Linked DNA regions of Danio rerio: region 2 is linked to region 1. The links are chromatin contacts, called in public HiChIP or PLAC-seq maps. All regions are on one chromosome and are shown on one strand. Each heading gives the region's core, a stretch centred on a gene start, on an enhancer-like site or on the middle of the called end of the contact. The rest is flanking DNA. Distances are from core to core; before and after follow the strand shown. Region 1 holds the start of p2ry2.3 (purinergic receptor P2Y2, tandem duplicate 3). Region 2 holds the start of arhgef17 (Rho guanine nucleotide exchange factor (GEF) 17).

Region 1 (7,692 bases), core at 3,787-6,286:
TTTAGTGCTTCTGACTTTCATCTTGTGCTTTCTTCCCTTCCATGTGAACCGCATTGTACACTACACCCTTCGCTATATGGACAGAAGCTGCGACCAGCTCCGTCTCTCCAACATCTACTACCAGGCCACGCGACCTCTGCTCAGCATTAACAGCTGCATTGACCCCATCCTCTACTTCATGGCAGGACAGAGCTTCAGAAACAACAGCACAAGATCAAACCCATCCTCGGAGAGATCCATCTCAACAGTTTAATGGAGGGAGGTGGCTGTTCTTGAATACACTACCTTGCTGCTGATCTAAGTTCTAGGAACAACAAATAATACCTTGACTTCTAGTTGATCATTTGCCATCAGAAGTGGCTTATATGAAAGGCAAAGGCCTCTAGATTACGCTTATTTTACCAAAACAATATAAGATCATGCCTTGATTTTTAATGATTGCATTAGGACAGTAAAGTCTGACTTTGCTTAGACAAAAGTCTTGTCACTGAACAGAAATAATGTCCAGTATAGAATATAAAGTCCTGCTGCAGTGGAGACAGAATGAATATTGTGTCTGACTCCATCATGAGCTTGGAGGACTGCATCCATACATCTCTGCAATGACTCAAATCACTGATTAATAAAGTCATCTGGAATGGCGAAGAAAGCGTTCCTGCAGGACTCCCAGAGTTCATCAAGACTCTTTGGATTCATCTTCAATGCCTCCTCCTTCATCTCACCCCAGACATGCAAATTGCATCGCATATGGCTGAGCACTGCATGCTTTTTTGCAGCCAGGGCATGTTTGGGCAGCTCGTAAATGTGCTTTTTCACTACTTGTCAGCACAGACTGTGTGATTGTTTGACAATTGTTTGGGCCGGGACACCAAGCTGACACCAAAGAAGTAGACACCAAACCGATGAAAACCAAATGTGTTGTGGGCTTGCGTGGCACACATCTGGTCTTGTCAGGACCAAAAATCTGTCCATGAACACACCAATTGGATGGCAGCTAATGCCTAGTTCAGACTGTGTGATTTTAGCCCCGATTTTGGCTCGCCGACAGGTTTTGAGAAATCGCAGACAAATGCCTGAAATCACAGGCAAATCAGTGCTCGTGCACGTGAGTGACAATCACACAGTATGAACTATCAAAGACGCGATCTGAGAGAATCGCCGATGAGTCGCTGATGCCTGTGAGATATTTGGCATGCTGAATATCTGGAGCTGCATGATTCAAATCATACCGTGTGAATTGAGTTTTGACTAAAAATAACATCAGCGATCGCCTACAGCCAATGAGAGAGCAGCATCCACTTGTGTGTGCGTGTGTGTATACCTGCTGCAGGCCAGCTGGAGGCTGGGGGAGAAGTTACAAGTGCTCATTTTCGGTTTATTTGGACCCACGAAATGGAGGAAAAACTAGTGGAGGTTTGACAGGACTCAGGAGCAACCGTGTCTGTTTGACGTTTCTTAAAGAAAGAAATTAGTTTATTATCAATGGTTAGGAGAAATGGCTGATTCCCTTTAAACCCAGGTGAGCAAACATGTACATGTTCTACCCCATTTAAGGCTTCTTTCTCATTATGTAGTTAATAACAAAATATATACTACCTGTTTTTGGCTGTGAGACGTAGTTTGGACGAAGTTGTCGGCGATTCTTCCTATAGTAAAGTCATGCAATGTGAAAGTCCCTGTCGCCGATCCATCTTGCAGTGTAAACAAAGCAGCGACAAAACGCTAGCCCAGATAGTCATGCAGTGTGAAAACATCTGTGACACGACTACTTTGAAAATCATGCAGTCTGAACTCGGCATAACTGAAATGAGAGTGCACGGTCTGCACTCAAGAATAACCCTACGAGGAGTGATCCGTGAAACACACCAAACCAACTAGCCAGACCGACGCTGACCAACAGCACATCAAAGCACAACAGCTTGGGTGTCGAGGCCCTTGAAGAAACTGAACAGATGAAACAACTGCTACAGACAGTACAATAATGACTTAATAACCACTATATATTGATATAATCTAATATGCACTTAATGACTATATAAGGGTCACTTAAAGTAATTTTTCAAGTGCATGTTTGTTGAAAGCAACCTGTCTTCTAAACATATAGGTCATTGGTCACTTTTTTAAAATACAACCCATAGCAGCAATTTATAAATTATCACACCAACTGCAAATAAGACAAAACAATGCAACAACTCTGCATTTGTGTAGCTTAATTGGTAAAGCTGTTTACTATAGTAGCACATGCACTGGCAAATGTGTACCTTAAACAGGCTGTTGTGCTGTATATCCTCTACTAAATGATTAATCTAAAACTGAAAAAAATATGGGTATGGAAAATCCATCTTTGGGGTATAGTGATCTTAATGATCTACAACAGGGGTTACCAATCTCGTTCCTGGAGGTCCGGTGCCCTGCAGGGTTTAGCTCCAACTTGCCTCAACACACCTGCCTGGGTGTTTCAAGTATACCTAGTACACCTTTGCTGCGTCCCAATTCGAATACTTATACTACGCCCTAAAAGTATCCGGGAGACATCCGGTACACATTTAAAATGGTGGATTCATAATAATAAATTAAGAAAGTTATCATCAATCACAATACAAATTATAGTGAACTCCAAACCAACTCCCGTCTCCTCCGCTAGCTGTGGGAAAAGCCATTACAACGACACAGATTACTCTGCCTATTCATGCCAGAGTCCTGCGGAAAAAAGTGATTGACAGGTGGTCGTTTGTGTGTAACTTTATTAATTTATGGTTTGGTTATGGGCCAAGCAAAGACCATGGTAGTAAAAACAGTAGGCTACAATTAATTAATTCGTTATGAATTAATTGATATTTAACAACCACCACCCCCACCTATGACGACGATGCCATCGTCCATCGCGATGTTTCACATTAGACATCGTACAATGCCAAACTGGTCAACATCGCCCAACCCTACTGCACGATTAATCAAAAAAATATTGTGATCTCGATTTGACCCACCACATAATCTTAATATATCTTATATATATATATATATATATATATATATATATATACACTTCCAAATGGTGTTAAAAGAGTCAGATACTGTATTCATAATTATAAGCTATAATTCAATTTTAAGCAAAAACAAAACTATAACTCTCATTTAAGCCAGAATCATACAGCCCTACTTCCTATTATTAAAATACTCGGTAACACTTTATAATAACTACACACTATAAATCATTTATTAAGCATTAGCAAATAGTGAACTCATTATCTGTTAAGCATTAACTCTACATTAATAAACGTTAGTAAGCAGTTTATAACTGCAGCTGCAAATGCTCTATTCTTGACTTAAAAGCACCTATATAATGTGTTTAATAATTGTATTTTCATACTTTGTCAATGATTTATTTTTCATTACTAAATTAAGTATCAAATTATTTACAAACTGTTTGTATTTAAGAGTAGTTGAGGGTTTTCTGGACCATTCAGAATGAGTTAGTAAATGATTAATAAACTATTTGAAATCAACATTTATATTCCTTATTATTCAGGCTGTACTAATAGTTAACTAATATGTTAACAAATGCTTTATTAACTCAACTTCATGCAGTTTTGTGACCTAATCTAGAGGACTATTCATGCTTTATAAATGCCTTATAAATGACAAATAAAGGCTCAGTTAAACTCTAAACGGGAAAAAAAGACATTATTAATTTCTCTTCGTTTAAAGAGACACAAATGAAACTGTACTTTAAATTAAAAATAAATCTTTGCAACCTGATCTAAAATAGAATCACTGTAGAGTTTAAACATTATGTTAAATGTTAAATTATTATATTGTTGTTGTTTTATCCAGTTGGATGTCATATTTTGACACTCCTGTTATTCAGCAATGTTTAAACTTTACAGTAATTTCACTTTTTAGAAAGATTGCAAAGATTATCGTTTATTTGATTCTGAGCCTTTAAGTCATTTATAAAGCATGAATAGTCCTCACTTTAGATTAGGTCACAAAACTGCATGAAGTTGAGTTAATAAAGCATTTGTTAACATATTAGTTAACTATTAGTACAGCCTGAATAATAAGACATATAAATGTTGATTTCAATAGTTTATTAATCATTTACTAACTCATTCTGAATGATCCTAAAAACCCTCAGCTACTCTTAAATACAAACAGTTTGTAAATAATTTGATACTTAATTTAGTAATGAAAAATAAATCATTAACTAAGTATGAAAATACAATTATTAAACACATTATATAGGTGCTTATAAGTCAAGAATAGAGCATTTGCAGCTGCAGTTATAAACTGCTTACTAACGTTTATTAATGTATAGTTAATGCTTAACAGATAATGAGTTCAGTATTTGCTAATGCTTAATAAATGATTTATAGTGTGTAGTTATTATAAAGTGTTACCAAATACTCTTATTATAGATCCACTAAGCATCTAGTTTTTATTTTATTTATTTGCAAATTATGTTAGTTATTTGAAAGCACCAAACAAATTCAATTATAACCCCACTAGACCTTGCCCCTTTTTAATATCTCCAATGTTGCTACTAGACATAGCCCTTACTGATTGGCTGCAGATGGGTTTTCGGGTATCGCTCCAACACTGGGTTGAAAAAGGGTTTTCCAAAATTGTTAAATGCACCTTTAATATGGTCTGTAAACCAGGACTGTAACCACCATAGATATAATTAGAAATGCCCCATAACATTTTAAATGAATGCTGCTCAGCTTGTATTTATAATGACAAGACAACACTCATCAGTGTCAAATAGACTCCATGAGGACAGGGCTTACTATTTCATGAACTCAAACATGATGTTCACAGTGACACTTAACAATGGTAAATATGCAGGTAAAAGTAAAAAAAAAAAAAAAGGTAGATGCGGAACTAACATCATGTAGGCGCACTATACATTCATAACTATAATTACAATACACAGTGCTGTAATCCAGACTGATTTGGCTTTGATCTGACTGTCAACTTCTGGAGGTGGGTGGAGCTTAAGAGGGGCGTTCTGGAAACCTATCTCTATTGGAACTGATTGATAAACAATCTGAGTGACTGACTGATGCCCTGACCAATGAGGGCAAGCGGAGGTGTGTTTACATGGGAAGTACCGCCCACAATAAAGAAATGCAGCATGAACAGACAGAGGAAGAGCAGGATTGTGCAGGTATGAAGAGCGTGAGGGGACATTCCTGAAAATAACTGCCAAAAACACGTGAGTATGTGACTTATATTTTTCTAAATAAGTAGCTCACGTATATATTTTTTTAATTTATTGAATTGTGGGATGTATATTTCATTTTGCTATCAAGATTGAGTTCAATTTCGTGAAGATTCTTCTACTTGAACTGACTTAGAGTTAATGAATCATATACAACTCAAACGATTCATCCTAAAAGTACAGTCTATATGCATACTGCTGTATGTATGGGGTCTACAAATTTAAGACCACGAATCGTAAATCTTGACATCTTTGTTTACATTGAAAATATGAAAATAGTGTTGTGTTGAATATATAAACTGCTTGACTGGTGCATGTGTGCCTATACGCTGTGAATCTACATTTAATTAAGTTAGAAAAGACAAAATATCCATGTTTAATTCATAACTGTCTTGTTTAGCCTAAGTTTAGAATAAAAATACACTTTAAATATACTAAATGAAAAATTATTTTTAAATTTAGTGCATTTTCTGAATGATCAAGGTTGATTATTGTACACAAATCCAGGCATTATTCTAGTCTTTTAAAGTTATACGAAATATTCAGATGTTTTATCAGACTCCTGGCATTGAAGAGGTCGAACCTAACTACAGGATGCTTATAAAATGCTAATTTAAAACAGAAAATCTCAAACAGAAGTCTTTATGTAGACTTCATCTTATAGATTGAAAGTGTCTTGAGGCTTTTTGTGATATTAGCTGTTATCTGAACATCATTTGCCATTTGATGTTGAGAGGAAGTTCTCAGGAGATTTTAAGATACTTTGTGGCTTGATTGCTTGACTTCTGCTCTAATTTCTTATCAATCTAATGTGTTACTTTCTGGCATAACTGAGAGTGCTGTTGGTAGAGAGAGTTGGTTAGTCCATTTCTTTAAAAGCTCATTTGTTCGTCCCCTGAGTCTGACAGAAACATTATGAAGTTACTTTTTCTGCCCATTATAAACAGTGTTCCAGGAATATTTGTAGGTTATCATATGCATGACAGTATCAATATGGGTGTGTGGAGTTTGTAGATATTACCCACCTTTTAGAGAAAAACGTGCATGATCTAGGAGATGAGACTGTCTCCACAGTGATAACTTGTTCCATTTAACTTTTTTAACATGACAAATGTTATTAATTATATATGACAAGAGTAATTATTTTTTCCTCAATTTCTGTTTAATAAAGAGAAGATTTTTTCAACTGGTTTCAAAACATAATAGTTTTAATAACTCATCTCTAATAACTGATTTATTTTATCTTTGCCATGAGGACAGTAAATAATATTAGACTAGATATTTTTCAAGACACTTCTATACAGCTTAAAGAGACATTTAAAGGCTTAACTAGGTTAATTAGGTTAACTAGGCAGGTTAGGGTAATTAGGCAAGTTTTTTTATAATGATGGTTTGTTCTGTTCTGTTCTAAACTCCGGCGCAGAGTTGCGCCTCGCTTACACACTGCTTAATACGCACAAGAGAGCAATAGGCAAATATCTTTACATATGAAAAAAATTAAATATTAAGGATATATATAGGATATAATAAGAATAGATATAGAATATAAATATAAATGATTAAAATATTAGAAAACATATTATTTTCTAGCCTACATAAATATGAAAAATCACTGCTTTTATGTCTTCTTCATCTCGGGAGGCTTTTTCAGTTCATTCATAACAATTTGCTTTTGTATAATGTTATTATTATTAGCAGTATTATTTATTATATCCATATTTATATTTGTTTTATTAAAAACAAGCTTAGATTTGCCCACCTGTCAGGTTTTAGACCATATGGGGCACAGCATGTGTTTTAGGATATAACTCAGGTTTTTGAGCACACTTCGTTATTATTGTTCAATTATTCGTTTGCTGGAAATTAGAACTGAATTTAGAAATAGTTTTGAAACAAATATTTGCGCTTAAAAAACTAAATTAATTATTTATAGACTAATGGATGTCTGTGCGTAAAGGTTTCCCTATCCAAGAGCGAAAGTGAAAGTAGATCCATTATCTCTCATTCTCACGCAGTAGATGCTCTGTTTAACAGTTTTCTGTTAAAAAAGTGTAAACTGTTTGCTAGAGAAATCCTCAGTTTTTCCACTTAGATTTACTTTGAGTCCTGTAAATAGCGAATGCGCTTATGGCGTGACGCAGCTGGCTCTTAAAGGGAATTGGAGATGAGACTCTGATTGGTTTATTCTCAAAACACACCTATAACTCATTAAGAAAATAAACTCAACCCTTTTAGACCATGCGCCACTGCGCAAAGCGGATTTCCCGTCCTTAAATTAGCAAAAATGCGTTCTGACACGCCCTGAAAGCGTTTGTGCCCTGCGCTTTGCGCATGGACCGTCAAAATTGAGCCCTAAATTGGCCTGCATAAAACATATACTGGAATAGGTGGTTCATTCCACTTTGATAACCTCTGAAATAGAGACTAAGTGAAGGAAAATGAATGAATGATATGTTTTCTTTGTCTTA
Region 2 (7,692 bases), core at 2,154-4,653, 250 kb after region 1:
ATGTTCTCCTCTGAATTTCCCTTCTGTAAACATTTTCCACTTTTTCCATCAGCCTCCTCTTCCTTGCACCCAGTAAAAACAGGGTATTCAAGTCTCCTTACCTCCTGCTTCGTCTCATCGCCTTCTTCATTATTTATTTTAGCGTCACTGGGTTTTGTTTTAAAATTGTCCTCCACATAATCATCATCCTTACTTTCACCCATTTGACAAATGTCTCTTATTACCTGTCTGGCTTCCTGCAAATAACGGTCTTGTAAAGGTGTTGGCATTGGCTCATCGTATCCATAAGAACTTCTGCAGTCATCGCTTTCCACTTCTCTGTCAGCAATTATCACCTGCTCACCACTGCCTTCAGAGTCGAGTCTTTGTTCAGAGGAACTCCTTAAGCCTGGTCCACTACCGTAATATCGCTGTACTATTGGCTTCTCAGAGTAAGTAAAAGAATTTGCCCTTCTTAAAGTGGCAGTGAGATCCTTCAAGGAAGGACGCCCAGGGTGAAGTCGATTTGTCCTGGAGCCCATTCTGTACACAGATGTGCCTTGATCAGAGTTCAGACTATCCTCATCGTCTTGTCCCTTTTTCCTCATTCTTAACTCTGAAAGATCAGTCTTAAGGTAGCTAAGAAGTGACAGTGTTTCCGAAGCAATGTCAGGGTTGGACAGGGAAATCCTATTTCTGTCTTTTTCATTATTTAAAGAGTTGCTGAAAACTCGGTTTTCTGAACTACCCGTTTTACAGTCTGCTGGGTTAAGGCTGGGCACAATCTTAGGGCGAACACGAACTGGGCCACGGGAAAAGTTATCTCCATGACCGAAACTAGGTGAGCGGTACATAGTAGCATTGCCATGGTATGTTTTACTCAAAACAGCGGATGAGGCTCTGCCAAAGCTGTTAATGTTATCCTCTTCTTTTAATGTCTCTGTGCTAGAATACCTGCTGCTACTTCTAGAACCTAATGGACTAGATGTAAATGAAGGTATGGTGACTTTTGAAACCCGTGACACCTGAGGAACAGGACTAGCTCCAACTGACCCCTCGAAGTTTCTATATATGTGCCTAAAGTTTTCCTTAGTCATGTGGGACCGCTGTGATGGGTTGTCTCGTGCCCATGACAGGCCTGTATAACAGCCCCTAGAACGGAAACCCTCAATCCTGCGGCCCACTGGCTGAGAATCACACGGCTCCATCATTACAGGCTGCTCGTCACTATCATCGGACTCTTCATTGTCTCTGCTGCAACTGCTTTTCTTCTTCTTCCTTAGTGAGCGGCGTCTAACGTCACGGTTGTTGTGAGCTAGCGCAGCAGGGCTGTCCTCCTCACTGCCTGAAGACCTTCCTCTCAACTTAGCCCTGGTGCCATGCTTGTTTTGTGGGAACTTTCCGCCTGTCCGTCCGCTTAGCTCCTCTTCTCCTGAGCTCAGAGCAATGGCTAGCTCCACGGAGGGCCCTGTCTGTGGTTTAGAGGAGTTATGCAAGGAATGTGAGCTATCCAGTGGCTGTGGCTGCTCTGCCCTCTGTCTCTGCTCCTGCCAACGGTGAGACCTGAGGGGCAAAGCGGTCGTTCTACCAGCAGGAGTTGAACCGCAATTAAAAATCTCACAGGAATGGCTTTCAGCACTTAAAGTTTGGAAGTCAGAGATCGAATAGTCCTCATACAATGCACTGTTGTCATAATGAGAGCTGTTTGTATCTTGCCAGGCTCCCCTCGGCTGGTGGGGGAATGGTTTGTCACTTTTGTCTGGAGTTGAGAGGCCCTCTTTAGCGTCGAAATGCTGTAGCTGTTGACAGGCTGATTTCAAGTCATCCGCATCTGAAGTCGATCTATGCTGCTTTCTGCGTCCATCCCCAAATAGTTCTCTAATTTTAGTAACGCTAGGCCAGTTCGCATCAACATGAATAGTCTCTCCATATGATGGATGATAGCAACGACGAGAATTACATGTTGGGCTCCCTAAGACAAAAACACATTGTGTGGTTAACAATTCATTTGATTAAAAAAAAATGTGTATAATAAGTGTATTTAAATTAGGGGTAAGGTTGGTTTACATTTGCACATCGAGTCTTCGTCCTTAATATTTTATTTTCAGACAAGAATTCTTGAAATGAAATCATATTAGCAGCCAAAGACTATCAACAAGATTGTTCACATTCAATTAAATAGAGCTAATGTTGTTTTGAATGATACGTGCAAGCTATTTTCCAACGAATATTCAAAGTAACATGGTAAACAATATAGAGACCATGTCACAAGTTGTCACTGAACGAATGTGGGATTATAAAACCAACTTTACTTCAATAAATTAAGCTAATACCAGTGGCTATCACATGCAAAGCTATCCGTCAGAATGTTCACTGCAAAGCGTTTAATGTATACACTAATTTAAACAGATGAGCAAACTTAAATCAAACGATTTAAAAACAAAGTATCTTACCTGTGCTCGTGCCTCCCACAGTCTTCCAGAGCCTGTGTTTATCTCCTCTGTCCGAATCCGACCCTGACACCGACTCTTGAGCCGAGCTATATCTAACAGTCTCCTTGAGTTTCTCGGTCGCAGACTCCGAAAACTCCTCGGATAGGCAGCCGCTCTCGCTCAAAGACAAATCTTCGGCGCTTTTTGTGTTTTTAACGCCTCCAGTGTTGATTAATGAGCTCTGCGTGCCGGTTGTGCTCGAGTTAAACTTCTCGGAGAGCTGCCGAACCGATGGAGATATTCCAGGAGAGGCTTTCTTGAGGTCTGCGGTCGAGAGGCTGGCCGCTGAGATTTTGGAAACTTTTCTGGATACAGTAACAGCGTGCGTCGCCTGTGATGGCTGCGCGCTGTGCTCTGGGGGAAGGGCACCGCACCTATCCAAATCCTCTCCAAATGATCTGCGCTTCTTGGCGCTCCAGCTCTCCAACTTTTTAAAAGAGACGCTTCTATATACAGGCGCTTTTCTCTCAGTCTCCCTTTCAGCCATCGCGATGCCTGTCCTCCCACTTGTCTATTCTCTTAGTTCATTGATAAATAGTCCAAACTTTTCTTCTCCTCCTTTTTCCGTGCTCGCCTTTACCCCCCCTGAAAACAACTCACAATGCCCCCATTTAACCACAAAAGTTGCTTGGCAGTGTTTCCCGCAGAGGAATACAAAAAAATTGGTCACGAACAACAGATGATTGTTTAGTAAAACAGTTATACATCCAGACCTTTGCGCATGTTTGCCTCCCTCATCCATGCATTCAGAAAGGGCTCAAAGTTTGAGAAAACTCCCAAGTGTTTCAGCCCAAAACACACTAGAGAAACGATTGAATGGTTTGCGTTTTCCAAAGTAAATCCCATTTCCTCCTCCGACTGTCTTCCTTCTGAAGCATGCTTTATTTCCAGCTTGAATAATAAGTGCGCTCGGTCTTATTTTTGGTCACAATTAAGGGTTTCCGTGACTTGTGGCTTTTTTTACATGCAGATAGTTGCTTGGATTGAGGGCGGGACTAAAGCATGGGGTCGGGGTTAGAGAGAGAGAAAGACCCCTGGGGAATATGAGGGGGGATCCAGCTTTTCCTCTTTCTGATGAGAGATAACGCTGACAGTATGAGTCAGTTTGTAAACGCGCAGTGGGAAAGCGCTGAACAAATGATCATCCTCGTTATCATTGCTGCGCTTTAGAAAGGCTCAGGCGCATGCGTTTAGTTGCTGCCTTTATAAACAAAAGCTCAGTTTTGTCTGCATAGTCTCCGTGAACTTGCTTTAACCGTAAAAACTTTTGCAGTTCTTTGTTTCGAGATTTTTTCCTCCCTTTTCTTCTTTTTCTTCGCCTGTCCAAGTGGCGTTTTAGTGGTATGGCTAGAGTGCGCTCTAGCGGTCATATTCATCTTCACTCCTGTTTGATTTACTCTTCTAACCATTTAATGTTTATGTCCACTAAAGTTTACTTTGGGTTCAGTTGGATTTTTAAAGGTTTTAAAACAAGCTTCTACTGCTCACCAAGGCTGCATTTATTTGATCAAAAATACAGTACAAATTGTAAAAGAGGGAAATTTCATTACACTATAAAACAACTGTTCAAAAATCTTTTATAATTTAATTTAATAATTTATTCCAGTGATTTTAAAGAGGAATCACTCCAGTCTTCATTCAAATGATCCTTTAGAAATCATTGTAATATTTATTTATTTTTTATTATTGTTGTTGTTGTTGTTTTTCTTAATATTATTCATTTTATAATTATTGTTATTATTATTATTATTATTATTATTATTATTATTATTATTAATTTTATGGTTCTTATTTTTGTCTTTTTATTATTAATTTTATTATTATTATTATTATTAATATTATTATTATTATTATTATTATTGTTATTATTATTATTATTAATATTATTATTATTATTATTATGAATAATTTTATGGTTCCTATTTTTTCATTTTATTATTATTTATATTATTATTATTAATTTTATTGTTCTTATTCTTATCATTCTTATTATTATTTGTTTAATTTTTTTATTATTAGCAATTTCATTGTTCTTCTACTTATTATTATTGTTATTAATAATAATTTTATTGTTCATATTCTTATTCTTCTTACTATTAATTTTATTATTATTATTATTATTAATGGTTATTGTAAAAAAAAAAAGCAATAATGACTGGAGTGATAATTTCATTTGAAAATACATACTACAAGTAATAAATACATTTAATAAATAAGTATTTAACAATTTACATTTCGTTAACGCCGCCATGATGAACAGAATAAATGCATTTAAATTATTAAATAATTAAAGAAACTGACCCTAAACGTTTGACCGGTAGTGTGTATAAAGATATATAAACTATTCCTATTTTCACTTAAAATTACATTAAACATGTTATTTAGTTCTGAAAAAAAAAACACTTATTATGATCAGCATTTATCATCATCATTTTTAATGCATTTATACATGTTTGAGAATTCCTTAAATATAGTTTGGCTTCTCTGCATGTAAATTACTTGAATTGTTGAAGTAATACTAGACACAACACAGGAACGGGTTGATTTATTTATTGAAAAAATCTAGAGGCCTGACAAAAGTCTTGTTGCCTTTCCAAGTTTTAGGAACAACAAATAATAACTTGACTTCTAGTTGATCATTTGGTATCAGAAGTGGCTCATATGAAAGGCAAAGGCCTCTAGATTACACTTAATTTACCAAAATACAATGTAATCAAGCCTTGATATGCACAAAGCATATGTCAAACTGAATGTTAAATGCCAAAAAATAATAATGAATTTAAGAAACCTTTCCTTGGTAAATCACGTCACCTAGTGGCCGTTCACTTCCCAAAATTCAAAACAACAAATTGAGTTATCTTATCAACATATTCATTCATTCATTGTCGTTTCAGCCTCATCCCTTTATTAATCAGGGGTCGCCACAGCGAAATGAATCGCCAACTTATCCAACATATGTTTTACGCAGCGGATGCCCTTCCAGCCGCAACCCATCACTGCGAGAATACACTCCCTTTCACACACAAACATTACGGCCAATTTAGCTTACCCAGTTATAGCGCAAGTCTCTGGATTGTGGAGAAAACCGGAGCACCCGGAAGAAACTCACATGAACACGGGGAGAACATGCAAACTCCACACAGAAATGCCAACGCACCCAGCCAAGGCTCGAACCAGCGACCTTCTTGCTGTGAGGAGCAAGAAGGTTGCAATATAATCCGCCATTATCGAAATATATTGCAAAAATAAATAAATAAAAGTCAACATTAGTCAATTTTCTGAAATTAATACATGTCAAAATAGCAACTTAAAGTTACTATTCCTACAGTAGCCTAGTAGTACGTCCACAATATTGTATGAACTCAACTAAAATATGGGCTGAGAAACACCAACACAAGGAGGACATGCAAACTCCACACAGAAATGCCATCTGAGCCACCAGGGACTCAAACCAGTGACCTTCTTGCTATAAGGCGAACCACTGAGCCACCGTGTCATCCCAATTTCCTATAACTTTAGATGAAATAAAAAGTGGACAATGTTTCAAGTGCAATTGTCTCTCCAAAAGGCTGATAATATATTTGACCAGAATTATTTTTATTTATAATTTAATATTTATTCATTTAAAAAAACATATATATTAGTATCTATTGTATATTTATTTACATAACAATTTTGGGTCACACTTTACAATAAGGTTCATTAGTTAATGTTAATTAATGCATTTACTAAGATGAACAAACAATGAACAATACATTTACTACAGTATTTGTTCATGTTAGTTAACGTTAGTTAATGAAAATACAGTAGTTCATTGTTAGTTCATGTTAACTCATGGTGCATTAACTAATGTTTACAAGCATGGACTTGTATGTTAATAATGCATTAGTAAATGTTCAATTATGATTAATAAATGCTGTACATCTGTTGTTCATGATTAGTTCATGTTAGTAAATGCATTAACTAATAAACCTTATTGTAAAGTGTTACCCAAAATTGAATATTTAATTGTGTATATTAACACTTACATTTTCTTATTCAACCTTTTCTTATTAAAATTGGTTTATTATGTATCTCTTCAAGGTTGAGATGAACAAAACAGTTATAACATATTGTATTTAAGAAAATAACAAATGTTTTTGAATGGAAATGATAAGTAAATGTTTGTTAATATAGCACCTTTCCCAGACATTGAGTCACAAAGTGCTTTACAATAAGAGAAATCAACTAATAAAACACATGACAATAAAAAAAAACATGCTAAAACATATTAAAACTAATTAAAAATCCAAATACAAAAACACTAATACTGTTAATTAAAAGCTTGATCAGAGTTCCAGAGAGAGAGTTCCAGAGCCGTGGGGCCACCACACAGAAAGCATGGTCACCCTTATTATGGCTCGTTTCCACTGACTGGTACAGTACGGTACGGTTTGGGTCGGTACGGGTCACCTTTATCAGGCTTGCGTCTCCACCACCAATGGTACCCTTTTGGTGGGCGTGGTGTATGACAGAAAGTTTCAATCGCTCCTGTTCAACCTTTACATGCTCCCACTAAGCCAAATAATGAGAAAGAACCAAATCTCCTACCACAGCTATGCTGATGACACTCAGATCTACCTAGCCTTACTGCCTAATGACTACAGCCCCATTGACACCCTCTGCCAATGCATTGATGAAATGAGCAATTGGATGTGCCAAAACTTTCTTCAGTTAAACAAAGAGAAAACTGAAATGATTGTGTTTGGAAACAGGGATGAGGTTCTCAAGGTAAATGCGTACCTTGGCACTAAAGGTCAAATGACAAAAAATAAGGTCAAGAATCTTGGTGTGACTCTGGAGTCAGATCTGAGTTTCAATAGTCATGTCAAAGCAGTCAGTAAATCAGCATACTATCATCTCAAAAACATAGCAAGAATCAGATTCTTTGTTTCTACTGAAGATTTAGAAAAACTTGTTCATGCTTTTATCAGCTGCAGGATGGATTACTGTAATGGACTCCTCACTGGTCTTCTCAAAAAGACAGTCAGACAGTTGCAGCTCATCCAGAACGCTGCAGCCAGAATTCTAACCAGAACCAGAAAATCAGAGCACATCACACCTGTACTCAGGTCTTTACACTGGCTGCCAGTTACATTCAGAATAGATTTTAAAGTATTATTACTGGTCTATAAATCACTAAATGGCCTAGGACCTAAATACATCACAGATATGGTCACTG

What was found. HiChIP or PLAC-seq counts read pairs in DNA pulled down with a chosen protein or histone mark.
Region 2: an H3K4me3 HiChIP or PLAC-seq map of embryo shows a contact between it and region 1, with 6 times the contacts expected there. The contact joins the promoter of arhgef17 here to the promoter of p2ry2.3 in region 1. A contact is called at or near these places in 2 of 18 Hi-C or Micro-C datasets (caudal fin and an unstated tissue) and 1 of 4 datasets of contacts at active chromatin or transcription factors (embryo).

The regions. Positions count from the first base shown.
Region 1 is chr18:4,595,209-4,602,900 of GRCz12tu, forward strand. It overlaps p2ry2.3 (purinergic receptor P2Y2, tandem duplicate 3), which reads left to right and starts at 5,037. Exons shown (of 2, transcript XM_021467947.3): 1 at 5,037-5,218. The region is part of intron 1 of LOC141378793 (a long non-coding RNA gene); the gene reads left to right. p2ry2.2 (purinergic receptor P2Y2, tandem duplicate 2) reads left to right here. Exons shown (of 2, transcript XM_073930180.1): 2 at 1-2,300. The coding sequence ends at 253.
Region 2 is chr18:4,851,241-4,858,932 of GRCz12tu, forward strand. arhgef17 (Rho guanine nucleotide exchange factor (GEF) 17) reads right to left here and starts at 3,404. Exons shown (of 22, transcript XR_012394155.1): 1 at 2,433-3,404; 2 at 1-1,951.